7 separate regions of the Mus musculus genome follow, and regions 1, 2, 3, 4, 5 and 7 are each linked to region 6. A link is a contact called in public HiChIP or PLAC-seq and promoter capture Hi-C data. All regions are on one chromosome and are shown on one strand. The core of a region is the stretch at or near the end of the contact, and the rest is flanking DNA. Distances in the headings are between cores, read along the strand shown.

The links. Promoter capture Hi-C pulls out the DNA fragments that hold promoters and counts their contacts. HiChIP or PLAC-seq counts read pairs in DNA pulled down with a chosen protein or histone mark. Capture Hi-C pulls out chosen DNA fragments and counts their contacts.
Region 1: a promoter capture Hi-C map of neural stem cells shows a contact between it and region 6. The contact joins the enhancer-like site here to the promoter of Cdca7 in region 6. A contact is called at or near these places in 15 of 39 promoter capture datasets (the 3T3-L1 cell line, 3T3-L1-derived adipocytes, the C10 cell line and 9 more), 1 of 484 Hi-C or Micro-C datasets (bone marrow-derived macrophages), 10 of 115 datasets of contacts at active chromatin or transcription factors (the 230-238 cell line, T-cell acute lymphoblastic leukemia, embryonic basal ganglia and 7 more) and 2 of 9 other capture datasets (embryonic tail and embryonic trunk).
Region 2: a contact with region 6 is called in an H3K4me3 HiChIP or PLAC-seq map of embryonic basal ganglia, with 9 times the contacts expected there. The contact joins the promoter of Sp9 here to the promoter of Cdca7 in region 6. A contact is called at or near these places in 16 of 39 promoter capture datasets (the 3T3-L1 cell line, 3T3-L1-derived adipocytes, the HPC-7 cell line and 12 more), 2 of 15 datasets of contacts at CTCF or cohesin (embryonic stem cells and large pre-B cells), 10 of 484 Hi-C or Micro-C datasets (CD4 T cells, bone marrow-derived macrophages, cortical neurons and 5 more), 32 of 115 datasets of contacts at active chromatin or transcription factors (the NIH/3T3 cell line, SST interneurons, T-cell acute lymphoblastic leukemia and 19 more) and 4 of 9 other capture datasets (adipose tissue, liver, macrophages and 1 more).
Region 3: an H3K4me3 HiChIP or PLAC-seq map of bone marrow-derived macrophages shows a contact between it and region 6, with 6 times the contacts expected there. The contact joins the enhancer-like site here to the promoter of Cdca7 in region 6. A contact is called at or near these places in 16 of 39 promoter capture datasets (the 3T3-L1 cell line, 3T3-L1-derived adipocytes, the C10 cell line and 11 more), 1 of 484 Hi-C or Micro-C datasets (bone marrow-derived macrophages), 9 of 115 datasets of contacts at active chromatin or transcription factors (the SCID.adh cell line, T-cell acute lymphoblastic leukemia, astrocytes and 6 more) and 3 of 9 other capture datasets (adipose tissue, embryonic stem cells and liver).
Region 4: a contact with region 6 is called in an H3K4me3 HiChIP or PLAC-seq map of embryonic basal ganglia, with 3 times the contacts expected there. The contact joins the enhancer-like site here to the promoter of Cdca7 in region 6. A contact is called at or near these places in 10 of 39 promoter capture datasets (the 3T3-L1 cell line, the HPC-7 cell line, cranial neural crest and 6 more), 1 of 484 Hi-C or Micro-C datasets (bone marrow-derived macrophages), 14 of 115 datasets of contacts at active chromatin or transcription factors (the NIH/3T3 cell line, acute myeloid leukemia, astrocytes and 10 more) and 2 of 9 other capture datasets (adipose tissue and embryonic stem cells).
Region 5: a contact with region 6 is called in an H3K4me3 HiChIP or PLAC-seq map of bone marrow-derived macrophages, with 4 times the contacts expected there. The contact joins the enhancer-like site here to the promoter of Cdca7 in region 6. A contact is called at or near these places in 8 of 39 promoter capture datasets (3T3-L1-derived adipocytes, cranial neural crest, embryonic stem cells and 5 more), 14 of 115 datasets of contacts at active chromatin or transcription factors (acute myeloid leukemia, bone marrow-derived macrophages, embryonic basal ganglia and 7 more) and 3 of 9 other capture datasets (adipose tissue, embryonic stem cells and pancreatic islet).
Region 7: a promoter capture Hi-C map of liver shows a contact between it and region 6, with 4 times the contacts expected there. The contact joins the promoter of Cir1 here to the promoter of Cdca7 in region 6. A contact is called at or near these places in 8 of 39 promoter capture datasets (the HPC-7 cell line, HPC-7-derived erythroid cells, cranial neural crest and 5 more), 2 of 484 Hi-C or Micro-C datasets (embryonic stem cells and group 2 innate lymphoid cells), 19 of 115 datasets of contacts at active chromatin or transcription factors (the 230-238 cell line, the SCID.adh cell line, bone marrow-derived macrophages and 14 more) and 3 of 9 other capture datasets (adipose tissue, liver and macrophages).

What each region holds. Positions count from the first base shown.
Region 1 is chr2:73,141,502-73,145,139 of GRCm38.p6, forward strand. It overlaps Ola1 (Obg-like ATPase 1), which reads right to left. Exons shown (of 11, transcript NM_025942.2): 6 at 807-887; 7 at 397-494. Among named protein-coding and RNA genes, the nearest start is that of Ola1, 71 kb to the right of the region's middle. Within about 2 kb of position 1,475, at least 22 of the 459 cell types and tissues checked have an H3K27ac peak or open chromatin away from gene starts, as enhancers often do. A contact at or near this core is called in embryonic stem cells, neural stem cells and stem cell-derived neural progenitor cells, where this site is marked.
Region 2 is chr2:73,269,587-73,273,516 of GRCm38.p6, forward strand. It overlaps Sp9 (trans-acting transcription factor 9), which reads left to right and starts at 2,340. Exons shown (of 2, transcript NM_001005343.2): 1 at 2,340-2,505; 2 at 3,539-3,930. The coding sequence starts at 2,485.
Region 3 is chr2:73,158,982-73,162,434 of GRCm38.p6, forward strand. The region is part of intron 4 of Ola1 (Obg-like ATPase 1); the gene reads right to left. Among named protein-coding and RNA genes, the nearest start is that of Ola1, 54 kb to the right of the region's middle. Within about 2 kb of position 2,065, at least 76 of the 459 cell types and tissues checked have an H3K27ac peak or open chromatin away from gene starts, as enhancers often do. A contact at or near this core is called in the HPC-7 cell line, the SCID.adh cell line, bone marrow-derived macrophages and 1 more, where this site is marked.
Region 4 is chr2:73,084,561-73,088,277 of GRCm38.p6, forward strand. No RefSeq gene overlaps it. Among named protein-coding and RNA genes, the nearest start is that of Gm39850, 77 kb to the left of the region's middle. Within about 2 kb of position 1,536, at least 48 of the 459 cell types and tissues checked have an H3K27ac peak or open chromatin away from gene starts, as enhancers often do. A contact at or near this core is called in the HPC-7 cell line, embryonic basal ganglia, pre-B cells and 1 more, where this site is marked.
Region 5 is chr2:73,063,867-73,067,738 of GRCm38.p6, forward strand. No RefSeq gene overlaps it. Among named protein-coding and RNA genes, the nearest start is that of Gm39850, 57 kb to the left of the region's middle. Within about 2 kb of position 2,540, at least 31 of the 459 cell types and tissues checked have an H3K27ac peak or open chromatin away from gene starts, as enhancers often do. A contact at or near this core is called in adipose tissue and bone marrow-derived macrophages, where this site is marked.
Region 6 is chr2:72,474,179-72,477,833 of GRCm38.p6, forward strand. Cdca7 (cell division cycle associated 7) reads left to right here and starts at 2,041. Exons shown (of 9, transcript NM_025866.3): 1 at 2,041-2,133. The coding sequence starts at 2,113.
Region 7 is chr2:73,310,533-73,314,130 of GRCm38.p6, forward strand. Cir1 (corepressor interacting with RBPJ, 1) reads right to left here and starts at 2,060. Exons shown (of 10, transcript NM_025854.3): 1 at 1,885-2,060; 2 at 1-19. The coding sequence starts at 1,956. Scrn3 (secernin 3) reads left to right here and starts at 2,120. Exons shown (of 8, transcript NM_029022.1): 1 at 2,120-2,181.

The sequences.
Region 1 (3,638 bases), core at 225-2,724, 670 kb after region 6:
CCTAGTAGTGGTCTTAAGGTCACCTGCAGTATTAATGAGGCTACAAGATCTCAGTTTCAAACACTTTATTGCACCAAATACATTTACTCTCATTTTGTAACAAAACTAAACAAAATATTTTAAAAAGTTAAATTTGATAAGCAAATATGTATGATTCAAAATTTCCCAATTTAATTCAGTTTGTAATGTTCTCTTAGTGTAAATCATTTAGGAGACTTACCTTTTAAATGTAACACAAGACAAAACTTTCTAATTTTAACATTTTCTGAGGAAAAGATATTAAAATCAAACACATTATTCACACATACACACATACCTATATGCTTATGTTAGTGATACGTATGTGGGTATATCCAGAGATACGTATGTGGGAGTATCCAGGGAAAAAACACTTACCATTTGTTTTTCTTTCTTATATAGTCTTTTTCAGAAAGATTCACCAAGTAGACCATTGGTTTTGAAGTCAAAAATAAGTGTTTATTCAACACTTCAATCTAGAGTAGGAGACAGAGAAAGAACCCTTTTTAAAAGCTTAGTAAATACGGAGTAAAACATTGAATAATTTGAACATGAAAACTCTTTGAGTAAACATTTTCATTTTTATAATACTTTTGTTTATAAAGGGTTAGATGTTATGAAATATTTAAAGTGGGAGATTGGAAAAGGGAAAAAAAAGCTTAGGAATTTACACCGGCTGACAGAAATAAAAGTAACTATATATTACTAAGTATAAGATACTGAGCAGCCCAATTTGCTCTCTAAGCAATCAGAGCTCAGGCAGTAACAGACACAGTATTTACACGTACCTCTTTGTCATTCCAGTCATGATAGAAGCGAACAGGTTTCTTTTGATCTATAACCCAAGACTTGACTTTGCACATTATGTCCTGCACACAATCAAGAAAAAAGTAAATACAAAATGAGCAGTAAGTGTTGGACACTAAGAGCTAAAAGTTTTAAGTCCTCAAAATAAAGATAACTCTTGTAATGAACAGAAATACATTTTTTGTATCTCAAACGAAAACTGATGAAATACTGATGAAACATTAAATTTTGAGTGTACAAAGTCAGCAAAATTAGTTAACATAACAATATGAAAAACTGCAAGACAACTCAATCACATCAAAGATAAAATTTCAGAGTCAATGTTATCTAGTGATGTTACATGCTAGTATGAAATGGGGCGTATCCTAAAGAGAGACTAAAGTACAGCTTTTCCTTAAAAATATAAACAAAATAACTAATTGAACCTATGACTGACTATTTACTACAAAATATTAAATGAACTGACCCAAACCTTTTTTCTTCTGAATTAATTTTTTTGCCAACCCCTTCTCCCTGTCACTTCTTCACTGCTCCCCCCACCCCAACCTGCCAAAGCCTCCATTACACAATGGCAAGAGCCCTGCACTGGTGACCTCCAACCAGCTGCATTCACTTTCAGAACATCTCTCTCTGCTGGAAATCTAAAGGCCTTTTAGTTAGCAAGCTAGTGTGCATTCAGAAGGAGGAACTGCGGGAAGAGGCTGGCGGGCTTTGTTTCTCTGGCCTTTCTTCACAGAAAGATTAATCATCTGTGAAATGGAAACGCCAAACAGCAAGTGACACAAACTGAGCCCTTCCAGCCTTTCCTCATCAGTTCTGTGGGCCCGAGTCTAAGAGCTGCGTGTGGCCAGGGCTCCTTACAGCCTGGCAGGTGTTAATAAAAGGCTCTCGGGGCTGAAAGGTCAAACCGGGCTCTTCCACAAGAGGCATATTTGAGAATCATCTGGGCCTTCTGTTTTGAGGACATTTTTTTGTTTTGTTTTTGTAAAGATAATTTATGGACCTGCTTTAAATATTCATTTCTTAAAATTTGTTGCAACACAATTATTAGTAATAGATTTCCTGAGAGTATTTTTATATTACTATGACCAGTTATTGTGTTGTAAATGTCCATTTGTATAAATTATCTCTATATTTAGTATACCTTCTTTGCAAATCTTACTGTTACCAACAAGAAAAATAAAGAAAAGGCCCTATATCCTTCGATCCTGATTTGAAGTCCCCCAGGGAAAGGACTTCCCATGGATTTTAACAAGGAAGGGGCAAGACGAAAACTTTTAATGAAATTGAACATGTTCTGCTTAAGAATAATCACTTTTACTCTTCTATAACTGAATTTCACTCATAAATGTTTAAAAGTGGCTAATGTAACACCATTTCCTACAAGGAGAAGATCAAAGTGCTATATTACAAATGCATTATGATTAAAAAAGCCCTGTGCAGCCTTGCTATTAACTGTTCTTTAAACCCTAAAAGGCTTCCCATAGATCTCACTTGGCACTGCATATACAACCTTTGACAAGTAATGTAGACCATTTTTATTCATTGCCTAAAATTGTAGGCAATTATGTGCGTCACACTGGCCACCTGCAAATCCTGAATGCCTGCTGCAGTTGTCAGTGCAAAAAAACTAATGTCGGAGGGGATTAATCTAGGGGGAGAGAGTCCTCTTTAATGGCTCCAGCAGGTGAAATGGCCCAGCTGGTTACTATGATGAGTGGCCAGAACAGCTTATGTAGAGACATGCAACAAGATTATACAAAAGAAGGAAACAGAGGTACCATCTTATACTTCCTTCCATTCATCCTTTTCATTAAAAAAAGAAAGTAGACAAAAGAAAGCCAATTCAAAATAAGAAAGGGAATTAAATTTTAATCATATAAAAAGTATAAAATACTTTTGTGACAATAAACATTTTCACAAAGCCACAGGGCCTCAATGAGTGCTGATCACTAGTGAAGGAATTTCAGGTTCTCTTCATTTAAAAGTAACTCAATCTTGCCTCAAGCACAGAGGCTGTATCACAGAGGTATTCTGGCATCCGTTTTGGTGTTTTTTCTTTCACACTATAAACTAGGAACCAAGTCCACTGCAGTCCACCAACAGTGTTCTCCTCAGAAGCTACTGTTGTATTAGATTACTGAACGATGCCAGTTTTAGCTGAGACAAACCAGAAGTAGGTTGCACTCAGATAAGATTATCTCACGTAAATAATCAGTAGGTGCTATATTTTCAGTATGTCCTTTTCTTACATAAAAGAAAAATTAATTTTAGTAAAAAATTAAAATCCTACAGTTGATCTGAAAAACATCTAATTGGAGCAAAAGGGGGTTATCTAGATAAAATAAATTATAGGCTAAGTAAATGTTTCTCTTATGGTTACATATATAAGCATACATATTAATAGATATAATATATTAATAATACATATAAAAACGAGCAGTCAAAATTTCCACTTAAATAAATTTAGTTAGTTGAAAAATATATACTTTACTCACTTTCGGCACAAATGAGTAAAGACATTACTAATCCCTTTGCGTTAATCTTTAATGCATTTTAGCCATTTGAGATTTTATATTTCTTTTTAAAGATTTCTATTCATGCGTGTCGGCTATGTCTGCCATATGTGTGCAGCTGCCTACAGAGGGCAGAAGAGGGCATTGGATCTCCGGGACCCAGCAGTTGTGAGCCTCCTGATGATTGAGCTGGGGCTGCATTCAAGTAGTCTGGGAGAGCAGCAAATAACCACTGAGCCATCTCTCTAGCCCCTGAGATGTTCTTACTTATGAGTACTTTGCCTGCATGTATGTCTG
Region 2 (3,930 bases), core at 1,090-3,589, 800 kb after region 6:
GGAGGAGGAGGAGGAGGAGGAGGAGGAGGAGGAGGAGGAGGAGGAGGAGGAGGAGGAGGAGGAGGAATCCGGGTGCCTCGAGCCCGAGACGCCTGTGAGAACTGTTTAAATGGTGGGCTTAAAAATGTTACCAGTGCCAAGTGGCTTTTCGGGTTGTCTTATTTATGACTTGGTCAGGTTTCCTTAAGAAGAGGGTGGGTTGGGGAGGAGAAGTCGTGGGGAACCCCTCTGCACTTCTCCTCCCCGGGCTGCCCAGGGTGAATCGGAAACGCCTCGCTGCCACTTAACAATCCCTCTATTAGTAAATCGACGCGAGGACCCTACGGGAAGCCGAGGGCCAGCCTCCCCTTCCAGGGCAGAAATCACCTGTTGGGAACAGCTCCTGGGTCCCCCCTGCTGGGCTTTCTGGCTTGGTCCTGCAGCCTGGTAACCCGCCCCCTTCCACCGCGTTGTCTTTCTTTACGCCCCCCCCCCCCTTAGATTTTTATCTCAGTCACCTAGGACGCAGAGCTTCCTTCCTAGCTGATCAGCTCATCCCTCTCTTTTCTCCTTTTCCGCCATCATTTTCCTCCTTTTCTTTTGTCACCTTAAAGTTTTCTTTTAAAGGCATTCTGAGCAAAAATAGTCTAGGGAAAGGCGACGTCCACATAAGCTCTCCCCATTCACGAAGAGCCGGTGCGTGCAGGCCTGGTCTTCCACCTTAAGGTGAGAGAGAAGTCTTGCGGTGGACTTACTTTTGGGCCTAGAGATCTTGCAAATGAACTCAACCTGGAAAAACAACTTCACATCCTCCTGACTTGTCGTTCCCCCGACAAATTGTCTTTTGCACCCGATCATTTAGGGTTGGGAGTTATTATTTTAAAAAGCAGGATGTGGTTTGGAGGGGGGACGTGCTTACACGTTTAAGTATCCAGACCTGCCTGAGGGCGCTGGTATTTCTAGTTCAAAAGCTGCCTCTGGCTACCCTGGAAAAGACAAAAGTAATGCCCAGAAACAGGAAACCCTCCAGCGGCGGCGCCTTGCGATGCGTGAGGACACCTCTTTTTACACCAAGGTCCAGAGAGGCTTTGAAGATGCTTCCAGCTTGCAGAAGGCGGAGGCGCCCACGTGTGGCCTGGCTTTCGCAGACTCTCTCGGTGAAGGCTCCGGAGAGGTCCTCCAAAGGCTGTGTCAGCAGGGTGCCTGATGAAGATGAGCCTTCCTTTGGAGTCCCTTGGCCCTGAAGACGGAGTTTCTAGGCCCTAGCAGTCTGCAGTGGAGATAGTTTGAATCTGAAGCAAGAAAAATGACTCTATAAACATCCCCTAAAACTCGACTTCAACCTGAAATCCGACATGCAAATCTCCACCGGGTTAAACAAACAGCGGTGCAAGCTGCAGCTTCGGCGGGGGTGGCGGTGGGGGGGCGGACGCCGCTCGCGCCGGTCTCCGTTTCCAAAGTTGTTACAATGTGAAAATAAGCGGCTTCGTGCAGAGTGTTGTATGGGCTGATGCTTCCCACCCCCACGCCAGCCCCCAGAAAAACCTGGCAGATAATCAGCACGTCCCACTGTTTAGTCATATTTGACAACTGGGTTAACCTGGTATCTAGGCGCTGGCGAAGCCATACAAAGGGTGCCCTCAATTACCACCAGGAGCTTCTGGTGTGATAGGCACTTGTATTACCCCCTGGGTCAGAGGCCAGAGCGACAATTAGGAAGTCACTTAGACCGCTGGAGGGAAATGGCGGGATGCAGCAGGCTCTGGGCTCTCCTAACAAGTCTGTGGGTGTAGACCTGCCTGGAGAGGCCCAGCTGTCCTTTGCGCCCTCTGCTCAATAGGACTCTGAGTATAAAAAGAGTACGGTGGGAGCAGGAATCTGGGAAAACGACCACGACAAGGATAAATCCATCGCAAGAGTGATGGCTACAAGTTCAAGTTCTTCGCAGCAACAACGTGTACACACAAAGTGAACGCAGACCATTTCTGCTTGTGCCCTAGGCCGGGGTGTCCCTCTCCTGCTTCTTTCCCACAAGTGGAGAGTGAAGACTGTCAGCCCTACGTAGCAAGGTGGCCAGGGTGGTGGGAGTGGTGGGGGCCTGCGGCTTGGTCTCAACAGTACTTAAACCTGGCTTGGTACGTGAGTGTGTGTAAATTTTTAATTGCACTGTAATTTCTTCTGTCCCTAGCCCGCCCCCCTCCCACCCACGCCCGCAGACTTGACTGGCACGCGCCAGGAGCCCGGGCTCGGGCCCCTCGGAGCGTCTGATTGGCTGCGGGGCAGCTCCCGTCTGCTCTGCCTGCGCCCTCATTGGGCGAGAGGCGCAGCCAGCGGCACTTCAAAGCGGGTGCTCCTCGCACTTAGGCTGAGTTTTGCCGGCGGGAGCCCAGAGTCCGCTCGGCGCGAGCGCGGGACGCGGGAGCCGCGCGGGACCTGAATCGTGATTCCCAGCAGCCGCCAGGCTTAACACCGCTCCGGGCCTCGCCGCGCAGCCCAAAACCTGCTATGGCCACGTCTATACTTGGGGTAAGTGAAAAAGACTCGCTGCAAAGGCTTTGCTCATTTTTGTTTGTTTTGTTTTTGTGTTGTTGGTGGTGGTTTTTTGTTTTTGTTTTGTTTTCTTATGGCTTCTCTGGGCCAGAATCTCTCAAGAAACTGTTGCTATACCACAGCTCTGGTTTCCTTTTAGCATTTTCTACATTTCTGGAACCGATCTTTTCAAGTTATTGGAACCTGGGACCTTTTGCCTTTGCAAGAAAAGAATGTCTTAAGCAAGTTCCCTTTTAACTGGTTTTTGAGGCAAAGCCGAATGTTTCTTTTCTTCCCTTCTTGATTTTAACATCACTCCCCCACTCCCAACCCCACCCCCCGCCACTTGGTTTGGGGGTTGTTGCATTACATTACAGTGTTTTCTGGAAAGTCTTGTTTTGCAGGCCACGAAGTTACATTAATAAACACTTACATTAGCGTGGCTCCCCAGTTTGCCCTTGACTTTGAAAGCCGCTTATACTTGGATTCTTTTTGTAATCGTGTGCGTTGTGTAAATATCAAAACTACGTTTCTGAACTATAAAAGAAAATAGCCAAGTCGTAGCCACTCATTCGAGGAATGTTCTAAGAGTTTCTTCCAGCACTGGGTGGCTGTTTTGGCCACCACCCCCCGCCCTCACCCGTTATTTCTTGTGTGTGTTTACCTTCGTGCTACACCCGGAAGGGCGACTTGGGAGCTTCTGGGAGATGAGCGGGCTTATGGCGTCAACCCAAGTCTGATTCTAGACAAGGGTGGCAGCGAACGAAGTGGCGAAAACCGAGGCATTTCTGATCTATAGTCTCACTGAGGAACAACTTTCCTACTCGCTCGTGGTCGCCTCTGTCCTGCGCGGGGCGCGGCGCGTCCCCCGCCAGCGTGCGGGGAGGAGGCGCGAGCCGGGGTGCCAGGGCCCTCCGGGATCTGCGCGGGGGGAACGAGGCTGCTCACCGGTGCACTTTGTGTCTTCCCCCACTTCTCCCTGCCCTCCTCCTCCTCCTCCTCGCTCCCTCCTTCACCCCACCCACTCTAGGAAGAGCCACGCTTCGGAACGACCCCGTTGGCCATGCTGGCGGCGACCTGCAACAAGATCGGCAACACGAGCCCCCTGACGACCCTGCCCGAGTCCAGCGCCTTCGCCAAAGGCGGCTTCCACCCCTGGAAGCGCTCCTCGTCCAGCTGCAACCTCGGCTCCAGTCTCTCCGGCTTCGCTGTGGCCACGGGCGGCCGCGGCTCGGGCAGCCTGGCGGGTGGCTCGGGAGCCGCCAACAGCGCCTTCTGCCTGGCCTCCACGTCCCCCACGTCGTCCGCCTTCAGCAGCGACTATGGCGGCCTTTTCTCCAACTCGGCGGCGGCGGCGGCCGCGGCGGCCGGCGTGTCCCCGCAGGAGGCGGGCGGCCAGTCGGCCTTCATCTCCAAGGTGCA
Region 3 (3,453 bases), core at 815-3,314, 680 kb after region 6:
ATTGTGTTTTAGAAAAGAGTAGCTTGTTTTTATAAAAACTGTTCTTTGTGGAAAGTTTAAGTGAGACAAACTGATAAAGCAGCTTAAATTAACATTGATCCTATGCTTCTAACAGAATTTCAAACACCAGGTTCCTCTCCAGTATCTGCTTGGATAAAATTGAGGGTTGTAATTAAGAAACTACCACTTAAATTTTCCTAATGCATTTACTGGAGGGATGTTGTTAAATAATCACTATAGTTACTGGCCTCTATATAAATAGACAATTGTATAAGATATTTTTCACTGAGTGTCATAAAAGTTATTTCTTTTCAGTCCCTCCCTCTCTTCCTATCAATGTTTGCTCCCAGACTTCCTTTTACTTATCAAGACCATAAGCTATTATGTCTCTCTCCTGTATTAGTACTTCTACCATTTCAAGAATTCTTTCCCTTAAACATTTCAGTAAATTTAAAATTCTCTATTAAATCAAATATGTCACTCATTCCAGGACATTAATCTCATTCTAGTTACAGCTCTCCTTCCCCTAGTTCAAAGCCGAACATTCTGAAAGCACTGTCTATGACTGCCAATCCTCCACGTCTTACTTAACCTTCTTGTCATTCAGACCATGTGCCTCCATTACAGCAAGGATCACAGGCACTGGCCAGGAACAGCAGCAACCCATGGATTCCTAGTATTTGAGAAGTGGAAACAGAAGGTATGAGTTTGAGGTTCTGACTGCTCTGTCAGAGGACCCAGGTTCAATTCTCGGCACCCACATGGCAGCTCACACCTGTCTGTAACTCCAGTGCCAGAGCTTCTGACACCTCACACAGACATACATGCAGGCAAAATGCCAATGCACATGAAATAAAAATAAATTATTTTATAAATGAAAGTTGAAATGAACAATGCTTAGTGACAAGAAGTTACTCTGAAGAATAGAAGATAAGCATTTGCTTCTCAGATAGAGGGAGATGATAGGAGTTATAGATAGATATCAGAGTTAAGCGTGGACTTCCTTGTCAGTCAGCAGGAAGTCAGCATGGCTCTTATGCCAGTGAGTGATGAGTCTGAAGAGCACTGTTAAAGACTAAGCAGGAATAGGAACTGCACTCCAAACACTGTAAGAATCTCAATGGATATTAAGAAGAGATGTAAAGTGACAGATACAGAAAACAACTTCATCTGGACATGAACAGTAATGGAGTCAGTGGAAGGCAGAAAGAAGAGAGATCACCATGAAGTTTCAAGCCAAAGGATTTTTATGTGAATTACTGTAAAGCCAATATATATAAATTTAAATGCTTAAACCAGGTACAAAGCCAAAGGTATTATATAACCAAAATGCATACGTGCAAGGACAGCAGTTCTCAACCTGTGGGTCACAACTCCTTTGGCAATCCTCAGTCTTCAAAACTATTTACAATTCATGGCAGTAGCAAAATTATAGTTCTGAAGTAGCAATGAAAATAATGTGACGGTTGGGGTCAGCACACCATGAGGAACTGTATGAAAGGGTGCAGCACTGGAAGGTTGAGAAGCAAAAAGATAAGAAACACCACACAGCATATAGTCCTATTAATTCAGCATCAAGACATTTGTACAGTGGACTGTTTCACTTTACATTCCAGGTTCTTTCAAAGTAATTAGCAAGTGTCCTAAAAAATCTACATTCTGATTCATTCCTAATAAAACCACTAGAAAGTTAGGAAGCCACACCTTGAAAGGTTAAGAAGACATATTACAAAAATGCTTTCATTTTTAAGTCAACATATAAAGTGGTGAGCTCATTATGGTCCTGTGGTCCCCTGCCTGCTTACCGTTTTCTCTGCTTTCATTTATTATTTGTATATGAGTGAGGGCACATAGATGCCACAGTACACATGTGGCAGTAAGGGAGAAATCTGTGGAGCAAGTCCTCTCTTTCCACCATCACATGCTACATTAGTTAATTTCCTATAGCTGTAAGGAAACACCACAACCACAGCAACCCACAGGAGGAAGGGGTTATTTGCTTACAGTTTCAGAAAGATGAGAGTTCGTTAACTTGCTAGCAGGGAAGTGTGGCAATAGGCAGGCATGATGACTAGAGCAGCAAGCTCAGAGCTCACATCTTAAACCACAGTCACAATGCAGAAAGAGTGACCCAGGAATGGCATCTGGCCTTTTAACTCTCAAAGCCTGCCTTTAGTGAGACACTTTCTCCAACAAGACCACACCTCTTAATCTTCCCCAAACTGCATTACCAACTTAGAACAAGTACTCAAATGTCAGGGACTATGGGGGACATTTCTCCTTTAAATTATCACACATGGGTTCTGGAGATCAAAGTTATGTTATCAGGCTTACCAACAAGTGATTTTACCCATTGAGCCATCTCACTGGCCATAGCTTTGTAACTGTTTTGATCAGTTTTAGGAATCAAACCCAGGGCCTCTGCATGCTGGGCAAGAGCCCCACTACTGTATTACTAGCCGTTCAGCTTAACTTTAATCTTGGGATCTTGAGCATACTAGGCAAGTATCTATCATTGAGCTACAGCGCCAGCCTTTTAAAGCAGATTTCTCATTAAATATAAAGTTGGAAATCAAGACAAGAATATAATATTTAAATTTTATCTTTTCAAAGTTCTAATCACATCTTCAAAATTCCATGTATGTCAAACCTCCATTTACAACTTCTTTATACTCTTCATTCTTTCTATCCTGGAACTCACTGCTGCCGAAGTTGGACTCAAACGCTTGCATTCCAGAAACACCCCCTCCTTAGCCTTCTGAGTAGCATAGTTAATAAATACTACAAGGCAGCGGCTTTTGTTCTTGTTTGATGGTACTAGGATCGAACCCAGAGAGACTCACATATTCCAAGAGGGCAAGTGCTTGGAGAGAGGTAAGCTTGCATGGGCAATTCTCTCACTATCTTTATGGCTTTATTCACAAACACTGGGAAATGCAAGGTACCATTTACTTTTCATAAATAACACAACAAAAGTGCTTCATTGAATAGAAGAGGAGAGGTAGTTGGGGGTAGGAGCAGTGAGCTATTTAGTGCATACTCTAAATGTTCTGACTTTAGAAGTGCAGTTTAAACCCCAGCTTAGAGGTCCACTGAAATTCTAGCCATGATCTATGAAAAAGACCTACCTTGACAAGAAAGCAGATTGTAATTCACAGCTAGACCTCAGAATTTGTAATTCTTAACTATGGATTATATAAAATAACTATTTTAAATTACAAAAGGAAAGACAAGCACTTTAATGTGTTCTGTTTACTTTTAAAAGTCCATTCATGGGGCTGGAAAGAGCCCAGCACATAAAGTGCTTGCTGCTTGAGTGTGAGAACTTGAGTTCAGATTCCCGGCACTTAGGTGAAAACGGGGCATAGCTGCACCTGCCTGTGACTATGTGCAAGCCAGGAGGAAAAGGGAGAGGAGATGGACCCCATAGTCTTGCTGGCTAACTAGTCTAAC
Region 4 (3,717 bases), core at 286-2,785, 610 kb after region 6:
TGAGCGGTGCACCAGCATCTGCCTTGGCTTGGGACTACAAATGGAACGTGAACGGCTGCTGCCTCAAGCTCCCGCAATCGTGTTTCCCTACCATGACAGACTGTAGCCCTAGCCTCACAGCAAGAGCCAAAGGAAATCTTTCCTTCAAAACAACATCTCCTCTGCTGGGGGCAGCGGTGGTGCACGCCTTTAATCTCAGCACTTGTGAGGCAGAGGCAAGCAGATCTCTGAATGTAAGGCCAGCCTGGTCTATACAGTGAGCTCTAGGACAGCCAGGGAAAAACGGAGAAACCCTATCCCAAAAAACAAAACAAATGGACAAAAATATCTTATTGTATTTTATGTGTACGGGTTTTTGCCAGGGTGTATATGTCTGTGTACTACTTGTATGCCTAAGGACTTCAGGGGCCGGAAGAGGGCGTTGTATCCCTTGGAACTGGAGTAATGGTTGGTTGTGAGCTGACATGTGGGTGCTGGAAATTGAACAAGGGTCCTCTGGAAGAACAGCCAGTGCTCTTAACTGCTGAGTCAACTCTTCAGCCCTAAACCCTTTCTTGAGCTGTCAAGGCAACCAGAAAAAGTAACTAGCTCAGGTGGATCTGTGTCTGGGTTTGATTGTAAGTCTTTCCTGCATCAATACCATACTGCCACGAACCATAAGCTTTACTGTAAGTCTTAAAAGGAAACAGCCAGTCTGGGGAATGTATTTCTGATGAGATGTGGAGGTCAAATGTGGCTGAGGGCGCAAGTTAAAGTCCTTTGGAGGGAAGGTAAAGCCCTGGCCTTACAGTCTCATATGACGGAGCTACTGAGCACTGGGAATGCACCCAGCATGGTGTGCAGTGTGGGGTGGGATTTGAAGGGCTTAGCACAGTAGCCCTTATCGGAAATACTTAGGACCACAGGTGTTTCAGATTACAGAGTTTCTCAGAGTTCGGAATATTTGCATAGACCTCACTTGATTGAACATATCTAACCCTTAAATCCCAAATGGTTCAAATCCAAATGCCTTTCACATCAGTGCTCAAAACATTTTGGATTAGGGGTGCTTACATTGTGTGAAAGGAAAACATCTAAAACATATTAGTGATTTTAAGGTTGGTCACACATTGAAATAACAGCTTGGGCATCCTTGGTTAAATAAGAGACATTATAAAGATGAATTTTGTTTCTTTAAAAATGTGGCTAGTAGCCAGGTATGGTGGAATACACCTGTAATTCCTGCACCTGTGGTTGTCAAAGACAGGAGGATTCCCAAGTTTGAAGCTAGCCTGGTCCTTAGAGTGAGTTTCAAGCCAGGCCGGGCTACACAGTGAGATCATGTCTCAAAATCCAAAATAATCAGAGCCAAAGTGGCTGTTAGAAACAGACACCAGCCCCCACTACTTCTTTTGGATAGTCAGCTGCAGTTCTGGCCTTTGGCAGCCGGCTTCCTGCTCCCTCCTCCTTCCTGTCTCTCTTCTGCACCACGACCAGCCCGCTCTGGGCTAGGAGCACAAGGCATAACAGCAGATGGGGCAGTGTGCCAGCCGACCTTTTAAAATCTACATCACAATGCATGGCTTGTTTGAAAACTAAGGGCTTTCCACTTAAGCCAGAGTGAGATCCAAAGTCCTGAATCACGTGGAGGTCCTCCTCAGTACACCCTAGCCAGCCACCCGCAGCTGCTGTTCCACAGGGCACCCGGCTCTTGTCAGAGCCTCTGCATTTGCTGTTGTGTGTCTGCCTGGTTGCTCCTGCCATTTTTTTAATTTCAATATTATTAATTTATGGTTTTAATATTATTTTAGTAAAGCACCTACATTTTTGCACTGACAGCTGCATCCTTTCTCTCTTCAGGTCTTGGCTTACACACATGCAGGTATGTCCTCAGACATACATTGCTTTCAAATGGGCCCTTCAGTGAGAAAGTCACCTGATAATATGTATGAGATGGTCTCATTTATGCAAAAATATATGTAGAATTATTCATACATGTAAACTCACGGTTACTATTCAGGAGGACACATACCACATAGTTAACTGAAGTTTCCTCTGGGGTCCTTCTCCACACATTGGTCTGTGACTTCCCTCACAAAGCAATATGAATGAGCAATTTCTCCATGCCAGCTCATATAGATGTACTTTTATTCTTTTTAATGGCTTAAGGCACCCTTTTGTATGGGTGCATTATAATTCACTTTGCCATTTTCCTAAATTGATAGATATTTTAAATTGTTTCCAATTGTTTTTGCCGTTACAATTGAATCTTATTACAGCTGACCAGATTTCAATTCTTTGGACCCCAGAAAATAATTTCGTTTCTATGGGAAGCAGTCTTTTATCATAGCTTCTGAAATGACACATACAGTTAATTCAGTTGTGAAATGTGGCTGGCTTAAGTACTGGCAAGTTTTCACAGGCAGCTTGTATATTGTTGTGATCTTTACCATAACTAACATCTTTACAGTATTAAAGCACATGACTATTTCCTGAAGACCTAATATGTATAATAATGGATGGATAATAGCTCTACCAACTGTTTGAACAATGCAGTTTTCTTTTTAAAACTGAGGTATAACATTTATGATAAAGTGCACAAATGTTGATTAATTTTGTGTGTGTGTGTGTGTGTGTGTGTGTGTGTGTGTGTGTCTGAATGCAGGTGCCCAGGGAGATCAGAAGAGAGTGTCAGATTCCCAGGAGCTAGAGGACAGGCTGGAATGAGCAGCCTGATGTGGGTGCTGAGAATTGAACGTGGGTCTTCTCCAAGATCTGACCTCAGAGCCATCTTTCCAGAATGTGTGCTGTGAAGAAATAATGTTTGGGTATACACATATGTAATATACGTATGTTTAATATATACACACACATACCCGAGTAACAGTTTCACAGATAAAAATATTTAACATTTTCCATATTATTTGAGGAGCAGTTCCTTTGTTTTTTGTTTTCTTTTTTGGAAGATGGGATCTCTGGTGTCCAGGCTGACCTTACATTCATGTGCTTAAGCCTTCAGTGTGCTGAGACAACAGCAGGTCTAGACAGGTACAGCACATTTTTAGTAGGACACTTTAAAAAGCTTACTTCCTTAAAATTTCCAGTTCATATTCTTGGGACAAATTCTTCTTTATGATTCTATGGTGCCAAGAGTTTGGAGAGTCAGGACATTCACTTTATGTCCTGATCACAGCCCCTCCCTTCTCTCCTCCCACTCTTACTGCTACAAATCCCTCCTCACTTTCTCCCTAGGGAAGGCAAGCCCCGTTGGGTACCTCCCTACCCTGTGGGATCTAGTGCTAGCAGGACTAGGCACATCCTCTCCCACTGAGACAAAACCAGGCAGTCCAAGACAGGGCACCCCACCCAATGTCAGGGAATAGACCGAGACAGCCCCCATGCCACTTGTTAGGGGAACCACAGGAACAACAAGCTGCACATTTGCTACAAATGTGTAGGGCCTAGGTCCAGCTCCTGCACGATCCTTGGTGTCTTTAACATTTAATTGGGCTTTTAGGTTCAGAGGTTTAGTCCATTATCATCAAGGGATCCACAAGGATGTTCATAATTTCTCATGTCTACGTAACTTTTTTAAAGGGCTGCTGATAGGCAGCCGAATGGGAAATCCTGTTTTGCCAAAGCCTTTCAAATCTATCCAACCCAAATCAATGGAATCCTCATTGTGGTCTCTCAGATGTGATACTTACCCTTGGAAGGGCCGTTCAGTGCAAACAGTTC
Region 5 (3,872 bases), core at 1,290-3,789, 590 kb after region 6:
GAGTGTTTTCCTGAAGTGGACACAGGTGAAAGACTAAGGCAGACTCGAGAAGGAATGTTTAGCTGAAGCAGACACAGGAGAAAGGATGCTCTGCTAAAGCAAGCACGTGAAAGGACAGACCTGGACTCCAAGTCTTACACTGTTGCTTCCTGGTTGTGCAACTTTGGGGAGGTTACAAAACTTCCCTGACCCTCGGTTTTGTCATTTACTAAAGGAGGAGTGACGGAGCCCACCCTGCATGGCTGTGGTAGTGTCCCAAGTATATACTTTCTCTTAGGTCACTTCCCATACTTTGGATTCATCCACTCATCAAACACTTTTGCTGTGTGTGCTGGGGGAAGCATACACGGAGGAGCCAAGTCACTCCAGGGCACTCCAGCCATCAACTGGGAGAGAGAATCCATTTGGTCAGTGCTAAAAGGGAAGTGCTGGGATTTTATGCAGTGAGGACTTCACGGAAGGTTTCACGGGAGGCTGTGGAGTTGCGCTGTCGGCAGCCACGTGAGTTTGGTGGCCTGTGTTGTTGAGAGAAGAGAGTGTGCTGTGGCAGAGACACTCCGGGACAAATGTATTAGTACTTTAAGCATCCAGCAGGTGGCTAGACCTCCTTGGAAAAAGAGCTTGGCCAGTGGGCAGGGCCATGGTAAGGAAATGGGTATGGGGCTTTAAAGAAACTTTCCAAAGGCCATGTGCTCCCGATGTGGTAAGCCGTGAAGTCTGATTTAGAAAGCAGTTGGTGTTGGAACGTGGTTATGTTATATTGATAGAGGAGCAAACGATAATTGATAACTAGAGGGAAATGCTGGGCCTTAACCTTCTCCCAGCCTTCTTCCCAAAAGGGGAAGAGAAAGCCAGGCTGGGAACCAGGCCCGACCCTAGCAGGTACTGAGGGAGTTGCTACTGTTTCATCTAGTCCATTCCCCTCCCCCCCCTCCCCCCCCCCCCCCGCGGTGGGCGCCTAAAGCCCCATCCACACGGCGCTGCAGAGGCCTCTGTATTTTGAGGTTATTCTTTTTTTTTTTTTTTAAAGTGTAGTTTTATGAAGTACAGTATGACAACCCTACACAAGAATGCAATGTATCAAACCAGGTAGGCTGGTGGTTTGGTTTCTTGTGTGTGTGTTTTGATTTTGATTTTTGAGGTGCTTGGGATAGCACCAGGGTCTGGTGCATGCCAGATCGGCCCTCGGCACAGAGCTCCATCCTCAGCACCCCAGCGAGGCATAGAAAAACACTGACACCAGAATCTACTCACACCTATGGTGAAATTACCCAGCCTCCTCCTATCCTGCTCGCTACACAGTATGAAAGAAATTCTGATCACATGCTTCTAGTATACGTTTTTATCACAAGTATACATGACATTTGATTTGAATTTTTAAAAAGATTTATTTAGTTTATGTCTGGGCGGTCTATCTGCATGTACACCTGCGTGCCAGAAGATGGCACCGGATCCCATTACAGATGGTTGTAAGCCACCATGTGGTTGCTGGGGATTGAACTCAGGACCTCTGGAAGAGCAGACAGCGCTCTTAACTACTGAGTCATCATTCTAGCCCCTGGTTTTATTTGTTTGTTTGTTTGTTTGTCTTAAAAACGTTTCCATTATTTTAAAGTGTGTGTGTGTGTGTGTGTGTGTGTGTGTGTGTGTGTGTGTGTGTGTGTGACTAGAGTTATAGGTGGATGTGAGTAACCCCACGTGGGTGCTGGAAACAGAACTCAGGTCTTCTGGATGAACGTAGGCTCTCTTGATCCACCCCATGCCCCCAGCCCCCGATGGTTACATTTTCTTGTTTAAAGGCAAAGGAGCTAGAACTCCATCATCCAGGTCCCATAGCAAACCACGTGTACCTTCTTCCTAGGATCTCTTTCCTGCTGGCATGACCCACCATGGCGCTCCGTGTCTTCTCTCCATTTCTGGAAAACAAGAAAGAGAAGATAGCATCCTGGTGGCTTTGAGCAGGCCACTAGGACACCAGACCTATGTCAGCCCTTGGCTGAGGAGCTCAGTGCTCCCTGTTACCAGGGACCTGGCCTCGTGGACCAGGGAGTCTCAGCCTTGCCCACAGCACACATGCCTGTTGCCTCGTTCCAAATCGTTTTTTTTCTAAGAACAAAAGTATGCACAAATAAGTATTTCCATCTTTATTTCAAATTCTAGGTTTCAACGGCAATATTAGTGCTACTCCGCAGTGCTGTAATAATATATCATTATTTCTATTTTACAGTTCTTTCCTTAAAGGAGCAAAGCGAATGTTTAAAACAGCAAAACTCGCAGCCCCACGATTCCCCATTCAGGCTCAGAATCTGTACTCCCCTTTCAGAATCACGTATAATTGAAAACAATGCAGCCCCCTGATGTGTTAAATGCCGCAGTCATTAAAGCATTTTTTTAAAAATAATTTTTGGGGGATAAAAGATTGTTCTTGTGGCTGGGGTTATTATTTATTTATTTTTAGAAACCCCAAACAGGCTTGCTTCCTGTTCCCAGACTGACATCTGCTGGGGACCACAGGCTGGAGGACTTGGGAGGCAGGCCCGCAGCCGGCTGCCACTCGGCGCCCTGGGGCTCATCAGAGCCATCCGGCGGCGAGCCTGGGGCGGGATCCAAGTTCAGCAACCGCCCGGGGACCCCACTTTCTCCCGCACTTTCCACTTTCTAGCAGCTGAGATAAGGCCCAGAATGACACAGTCTTGACACAGGAACTCCAGGTTAGTGACTCTGGCAGGGAATTGGTTGAACAGGAATAGGAGCTTGGACAGGATGTGTGACCCCACCATATGATCCTCGTCCTGGTGTCACTAGGCCAGTGAATTGTTTCCTGCCTCCTTCAGGATGTGTCTGCGTGTATGGCTCTTTTTTTTTTTTTTTTGCATTGGTTCCTCTGCTCTGCGCATTCAGTCCTACAAGGGAGATCCCGTTCCACTCTCTTCGTATTTTACAACCAGGAGCCAAGCTTCCTTTGCAGAAGGAGGTCAGAGAGGGCCCTGGACTATTTCTCATTCTTCTTAATTTATAGCAGCCTGGCTCCTCCTCCCACCACTCTAGGTCTGTCCCCTCCCCACCTTGGGAGCGAGGCTTAGAAGGCTTTCAGTGTGGAAATTTCTTTTGCCCTCCTCATGCCCACACTGCAGTGGGCCGGATTCCCTGGCAGTCTCCTGTTATCTACATCAGACCAGCCCAACCCTCCTGTCTCTAACCTCTTACGGAAATGTTCCTCTTCCTTCTGAAAAACTATCTTTGTAAGATTTGTCTTCTTTATCTTTAACTGTAAGTATATGGGCGTGGGGTATGTGAATGTGAGTGCAGGTGTGGGGCCTTGACCCCCTTGGAACTGGAGATACAGGCAAGTGTGGTGCTGGGAACTGTCTTTCTGCCCTCTGCAAGAGCAGCAAGCACTACAGAGCGCCAAGCCATCTCTCCAGCTCCTTCTGAAATATCTTGCAAGCCCGAGCCCATTTAAGTACCTTTAGAGGAAACTCACAGATGTGGAATCTCTTAGCCTGATGCTATGTCCCAACCCAGAAGATGGGGGTAGGTGTAGGGAGGGTGTGTCCCAATGCCTGGGAGCCTGTGGTGGGGACCAGGGAACCATTCGAGAGGTGATGAGAAGGACTAACCATGGAATTATGGAGTAGGATGGCGAACATGAGATGGGAAGTCTGGCTCGATGCTGTCTTTTGTTGTTGTTTAATTTTAGAATAGGGTTAGACTTAACAGAAATTTGCAAGAACATCCCATAGACTTCTTGTATACCCCACAACTATTTTCTCCCTCGTTTGCACTGCTAGCCAAGGCGCTGAGGCCTCGCTGAAGGCCTGGGTGATACTCTGGCAGCACAGAACACTTCTGCAGCATGACCATGGCAGGGA
Region 6 (3,655 bases), core at 791-3,290:
ATCAGGCCTGGAATAAATGCAGAGATCTTTTATAGCTAGGAAGCTCCAAATGTCTACTTTCTCTTCCTCTTTTCCTGACTTTCAGTAGTAGAGATGGGGACTCTTGGCTGCTTCATACTGTTCTGGAACCAGATGCCAGTCTGCCTGAAACTAGTACTTTTTTCCTGTCGCTTCCTTTCTGACCACTCAGATTTCTGGCTGTATATCACCAGCTTGTATAACTATTGTAGAAGTATGCATTGTTCCTTTCCTGTCTTCAGCTTTTCACTGTACTTTCTTCCTCTTCCTCCTCCTCTTCTTCCTCTTTCTCTTCTCCTCCTCCTTCTCCTCCTCCTCCTCCTCCTCCTCCTCCAAAGTATCATACCTGAAATTCTCTTTTGTATCTCTGCTCCTCCATCAGAGTGTACACTCTCTGGACCTTGTATCCTCAGTACTCAGAATAGCACCTGCTTACAACCTTGCACTCAGTTAGGGGCAGGACTTTGAACCGCCCTGATGGTGAAGCCCAGAGGATATACATTGTCTGCAGGACACACACAAGCACAGAAGTGAAAACTTTAAGGAAACAACATGCACACGTCCTGGGCTCACATTGGATTTCGTTGAAAAAGAAATGCAGGAGCACAGAGAGACAAGCCTGTTCCAAGAAGAGTAAAAATGCTCAGTGTAGAACATTACCCAGGCAAAGTGGCCCGGATGCCCCCTTCGTTCTGTGACCTCACATGGTCAGTTCTACTTGCACAAACCATATTCACAAGAACATTGTACTAAGGACAATTTTAGGTCTCCATCCACATACTTATTCATCCAACAAGTGTTGGTTGAACTCCTGGCTGCTACCAGGAATTTTGCCAAACAAATCAATTAGCTGCTTCTCTTGATGCCTAAGTTGGAGACTGGAGTTCTTTGTCTCTAGCACAGAGGGAGGGTGACCCCTGGGCAGCTCCTTCCAATCCATTGTCTTCCTCGGTTATTTATGTCTTTATGGTCAGTACCTAGAGAGGTGTGTGTGTGTGTGTGTGTGTGTGTGTGTGTGTGTTGCGCATGCTCTCTTCACAGAAAAGGACTGTGGCAACATCAATACTAAGAGAAAAGTTTTGAAATAAGGGGGAATGCTTACACTTCAAGAAATGTTTTAAATCTATGATTATAATTAAAGCTCTTTTAAAAAGCACCCAAGGTTTTTCGGTCGTTGCTGTTTGGGTTTTTTTTTTTCCCCCTGTGTTTTACTCTTTAAAAACAGGGGAGCCTCGTTTCATCCCTGTGCCGGTCTTAGTGAGAAGGGCTATAAGAAAGAAAGAAAGAAAGAAAGAAAGAAAGAAAGAAAGAAAGAAAGAAAGAAAGAAAGAAAGATCTTCTAACTAGCTCTGGTTGTTCCCAATTTTGCCTGGAGAAAAATGGACAATCCACAGTGTAATCGCCTGCAGCTTTTATCTCCGAAAGATAAAGCTCTAAAGACTTTTACCCTTCGGAGAGGCTTTACTCAACTGAAGGGCTATTTTTAAACCCACGCCGGAATCTTTCTTGAAGCAACAGGACTTAACTGGTCTATTGACTACATATAGATAGTGGTGTGGTTGCTAGATAAGAGGTGCTATGCTCTCAGATATTTGTGGGTGGTATCCCCGTTCTGTTCTTTAACATTTTTAAGAGATTAAACTACAGCGAAAGTGTGAACGCAGTAAGAGGCTCTACCAGCCTTACAATCTCCCGTTTTGTATGCAAATCAGACGGCCAGTCTCAGGACCTCGGCAGCCACTTTCGCGCCACTTCCCAGGACCGCGCAGCTTCATAAAAAGCCAGTGGCACTGAGTTCCCACAACGCCACTGTTTCATAGAACATTCAGCAGTTTCCGAGGACACTCAAGGTTATTACAACCACGAGAACCGCTTCTATTTTTTTCCAGAGCTGGGACGCTTCGGGTACCGCTAAAGAGGTCATCTTAGCTGGCAGGACCTGCGTCCCGGCGCGGGAAAGCCGGTGGCCCCGCCCCTCCGGCGGCGGAGTGCGCGCCCCGCCTCTGTCCCGGAGCTCGGGTTGTTCGGGCTCTGAGTGCTGGTGTGTTCCGACGAACTATCCCCGTTCCGAGTGCCTGGGTACCCGCCGCCAACATGGAGGCTCGCCGCGCGCGGGTGAGGCCCGGCCGGGTGCACCGGGGCGGGGTTGGTGGGTGCTAGACACGGGCGGGTCCGGGCCACTTCCCTCCGACTCCGCGGGTTAGCTCCGCTCACTTGTCCCACGCGCTCCTGATTGTCGCCAGGTTGAGGGAAATCACAGATCGATTTTCTTATAATCTTTGCACCCAGGATAACTCAAGGCCAAGGTGATGCGCCCGCCGGCGCGCACGGAGTTGCCAGCGTTCCCGGAACCTGCGGCACGGGCGCTCATGCTCCACGTGCGCGCGGAGGCCTGGGACTCGCCGCTGGCCATCCTGTCTGGCGGTCGTATCCCAGCCTTCCACCTTCTGGGACCTCACCCTGCACGACCCGCTGGCGGCGAGTGCGTTGTTACCTACGCGTGCACTAGTGGCCCTGGGATCGATCCTCTTTTGCTCTGCGTCCCCTTCTAACCACTCTGGATCTGCGGGTTTAGCGTAGATGGCCTTGTGAGCATTTCTTGAGAACTTGGGTTGTGCACGTGGGGGGAGGTATTGTTTTAGTCCTAGGCTGTGGTCAGATGCAATTTTGGGGCCCAGCGATGCAAGTCGTGTGCCGCGACCGTTTAGTAACCTTCCCTGCGTCCCCCAACTCCCCACCCGTCCCACCCTTTTCTTCCCGGCTTGCAGCTGCGAGCTGGAACGTAACTCTTTTTGCTCCAACGGAAGCCAGAACTTATGTCCTGCCCTGGAGTGGGTTGAAGAGTGGGGGGATGGGCGGAAAGGAAGACAGTGACGTGCTTCAAATAAATATCGGGTTCGGGGGCCCTTGTGGCGAGGTCTGAGTGGGTAGACGGAGTCGTGGTCTCATAGCGGATCTCCGCGCGTGGGGAAATGGGCTTGGAGTTTGGCTTGCCTTGGTGCATATTTGGACACCTGACTGGAGGAATCGACTTCACCTCTCCGCACTTCAGTTTTCTTACTTATTTAAGTGATGGTAACGTCGCTGCAAAGAATTAAGCGAACATCAGTACCAAATCTGCCGTCAAAGAACACTCACCGTAAACAGAATTAAGAGTTACATCTGCCAAAAAAGTTCACCCCAGGCACGACCTTTGGCTCTCCTTTTTTGTGTGTCTTTTCCATCGAAGACATACTTGCCTGGTGAATGACTGACCGTTGGCCTGTCCTGGCTTGTTAAAGATTAGCCTCTTTTCCTGATGGCTTTTGATTGACTGCCTCCCCTGAGGCTGACATGGAGTTAAATTGATTAGTAGAGTGTAGAGAATTAAAGTCATTTAAGGAGCTGTGTGCCGTTTTGGGGATTTCTTAGTTCTTTGCATTTTGTTGCACCTTATTGCCTTGGACTTCCTCTACCAGAAACCTGGGCAGACTTTTGAATCCCTTTTAACTCCTAACTCTCCACCCACCGCCTCGAACTACTGTTGTAAATACAATATTTGGTAGCTCTCTCGAATACCACACATTGCTGCCATTAGGATATCAGAAGCATACACAAATGGTTGATTGGTGTCTACTTAGGAACATGATGTGGAGGC
Region 7 (3,598 bases), core at 810-3,309, 840 kb after region 6:
TCTGTTCTGCCATCCATACCTATATTAGTGAAACAAAATATAATTTAACAATTAGATTCAAATTAAGTTAACAAGTGTGTGTGTGTGTGTGTGTTTTCGAGTATGTGAGTGTGGGATCCGGGATCTTCAGTCACTCTCCCCTTCATTTACTGAGGCAGGGTCTCTCACTGGACCCAGAGGTCAACAATTCTACTAGTCCAGCTACCAGCTTGCACAGAGGAACTCCTGTCTTCTTTTCATGAAGGCTAGGATTACCAAGGGATGGTGGATCCAAACTCTGATCCTTACACTTGTGCAACAAGTGTTTTAGCCACTAGCAATTTTGACAGCCCTCCAGCCCACTTGTCTTCTATAATGAAACACATCTAATACACTGAAATGAAAAGATGCTCACAGCACTTAGAAGAGAAGACGGGTGTCTTGGACCTGAGCATTGTGGATAGAGTTCCCTGGCTTCTTCCAGGATGGCACCTGCCCTTTAGCTGTTTTCACTGTGTTTAGCTGAGTGTGTTGGCCCATGTCCATAATCCTAGAACTCAAGAGGCTGAGGTAGGACTACTAAGTATTCCAGACCAGTCAGAACTACACAGTAAGACCCCAACCAAAACAGAAAAATTACCGTGTATCTCAAGCTTTAGACTGTACAGTTATTTTCATTAGTCTCGACTGCTCAAGACTCAATTCCAGTAACTGAATTAAAAATAAGATGCAGCTCCATTGTCAAAGTGCTCACAATGCTTCTCCTGCATATTATAAACTACTTTATGACCTAGGAGAAGTGGTAGTTGATTGCAGTGGCTTCCACCTGTAATCCCAGCATGCGGGGGTGGGGGTTGGGGGTGGGGGCAGGGGGTTGGAGGCAGAAGGACAAGGAGTTCAGGGCTATCCTCCCTAGACAGCAAGTTTGAAGCCAGCTTAGACTGCAGGAGATCCCACCTCAAATAGAGGCTATGAAACACATAAAGAAATACACTCGTGGGGATTAGGAGTACTACAAAATAAACAGAACAAGACTTTTGGGGTCAAGGAGTAAGGCTGAGATCTGGCAAGCCCTCCCCACTCCCAAGGGACTTAAAAACCTAAGTAACTATATTTGCAGATAACCAGTGTTAGCATTTCTTGCACTTTCTTCCACAGATATCCTAATGTACATGCATGCTAATATATACATTCTTTAGATGTATGGTAATATACAGGACCCACAACTGGTTTGGAAACAAAAGCGAAATATATTCTCATAAGTTTGTGTACTTTTGAGTACTTGAGTACTTTTCTTAACACACAGTGCTAAGCCTTCATTTCGAGTTTCTAGTCATTGGCCATACTATCTCATCTAATCTCCCTAAAATTTTTACAAACTAGGGCAACTGACACTGATAATTCTTGATCAACAGTGTACGAGGCTAATGCTCACATCATTGACTATTTTGTGCGAGGCCTCAGGGCTACATGTAACTGTACTGAACTAAGAATCCAAAGCCCAAGCACTCTCCCGTCGCCATTCTTTGGCGCTGTAATTCTCGCCACGGCCCTTCTGTGTCCAGCAACTGGTTGCCCTGTGATTGTTTAAAACGCTCAACTTGAACGCAGCCATCAGAAACACACTACGGGATGGAGAGTGAGCAGAGGGAGGATTTCTGCCAGAAGATCTCCGTTAAGCAGGAGTCTCGACCCAGAGCAGAGTTCACCGGCTTGGGGCTGTAGGAGACGGATCCTGAACGGACAGTGTTATCAAACCATGCGTGGGTCTCCCCACTGACTGACAGGCGGGACTTGGGGGATCATTCCTGCAAGGGGGAAAGATCGACGACTCCAGCCGTGAGGAGGATACGACCCTCCCAGGGAGCTTAGCAATCTCTGCCCTCTCCGGATGCCTTTACTCACCTTCTTGATGTTGGATTTGGACGCAGGATGGAAGTCCTTCTTACACATGAAATTGGCGAATGACTTCCCCATCTTGGCGTCTGAGTCGGAGAAGCCAACCGCTAGGTCTTCTCGGAACGTAAACAAACTCCCGGAGCTTCACCGGAACTGCTAGGCAAGTTTGGGCGAGAACTTCCGAGGTCGGGAGGATGACTACTTCCGTGGTTTGACGCTTGGCACCGCCCCTCTTGCTCTCTTCCGGCAGTCGCTTCTGGTGGCTGCCGCGGCTTTGGCGGCGTCCGCGCGTGCGCAGCAGAGGTAAGCTTGGGGAACCCCCTGTGCGCGATGCTCGCTCTCTGCGGGGTCGCGAGCGGCGGCGGGCTCTGCTGCGTCAGCTTCGATCCGAGCGCGGTCAGCCCGAACAAGCGAGGTCTCGAGGTTCGAGCCCAGCACTTTCTGGCAACGCCGACTCCAGTTGCAAAAAAATTTTCTTTTGCCGCGCAGTTCCCATGTAGATTAAGTTGTCTCCCGGCAACTGTAGGACGTTTGTGAGCCTCGGAAGATTGGTGTTACCAAAAGCACGGGAATAGACTGTTAGAAGCTCAAGAACCTAGGCTCTTCCTTTCCAATTACTGTTAAGGTTTAATAATAATTATAATAATAATAATAATATTATTATTATTATTATTATCATTATGTATACCTCGCCATGTAGCATTGGTTGCCCTTGAACTAACAGATCCGTCTGCCTTTGCCTTCCCAGGCCTGGGATTAAAGGCCTGCGCCACTACACCCAGCTCCCTTCCGTTATTTCTAGCCATGCAGAAGTTTGCTCAGCAAACATCGTGAATGATGAGAACATGTTAGGGCCAACGACTTTCTCCCTGGGTGCGGGTTTCTTAGCTGTTGCCGCCATCCCAGTTTCGGGTAAGCAAGGCTTAGTCCACTGAGGATAGTCACTTAGTCTGGTGAGGATAAGAATGCCAAGGTACAACGGATGTCAGCTTTCATTTGGGTGTTGGCTGTGTGCCAGTTTTTTGTTTTTTTATCTTGTGTTATTCGTGGCGCGGTCCACGTAACGCTCAATCTTCAATTACAGGCATGCACCACCAAGCTGGGTTTTCACCTTCTAGGTGGTGTTTTAATAATTATTTACTTATTTATTTTAATACTGACGGGCCTGGAAAAAAGGAGAATTAATAGCCTGCCTAAATTATGTGTTGGAGTAGCTAACTTTGGAGCACAGTAAGCAGGAGATCAAGAAATTTAGAGGGGCGACACAAAAGAAAAACTGGTACGTCTTCCCATCTTTGAGATGGAGAAGACCCTTTACTTGTTCCATGGTGAACTTGTTTCTTGAGTCATTTTGAGACATAGGCTAGCTTTAAACTCTAGCTCATCCTGCCGAGTCCTGAGATTGCAGGTGGGCTATCATATCCTGCTTTGCTTTCCTTTCAATAAAACATTTATTGTATTTATATTTTTTATTTTGTTTTAAAATATTTAGGATGCTCCCATATAAAACTATGCTAAGAATTGGTTCTTCCTGTTTGTTTTTTTTCAGGGTTTCTCTGTGTAGCTCTGGGTGTCCTGGAACTCACTCTGTAGGCCAGGGTGGTCTGGAACTCAGAGATCTGCCTCTGCTTCCCAAGTGCTGGGATCAAAGGTGTGCACCACCACCCCCAGCATGATTTGGTTCTTATAAAAGAAGGGAACTGGGTTAGAGAGAGAGAAC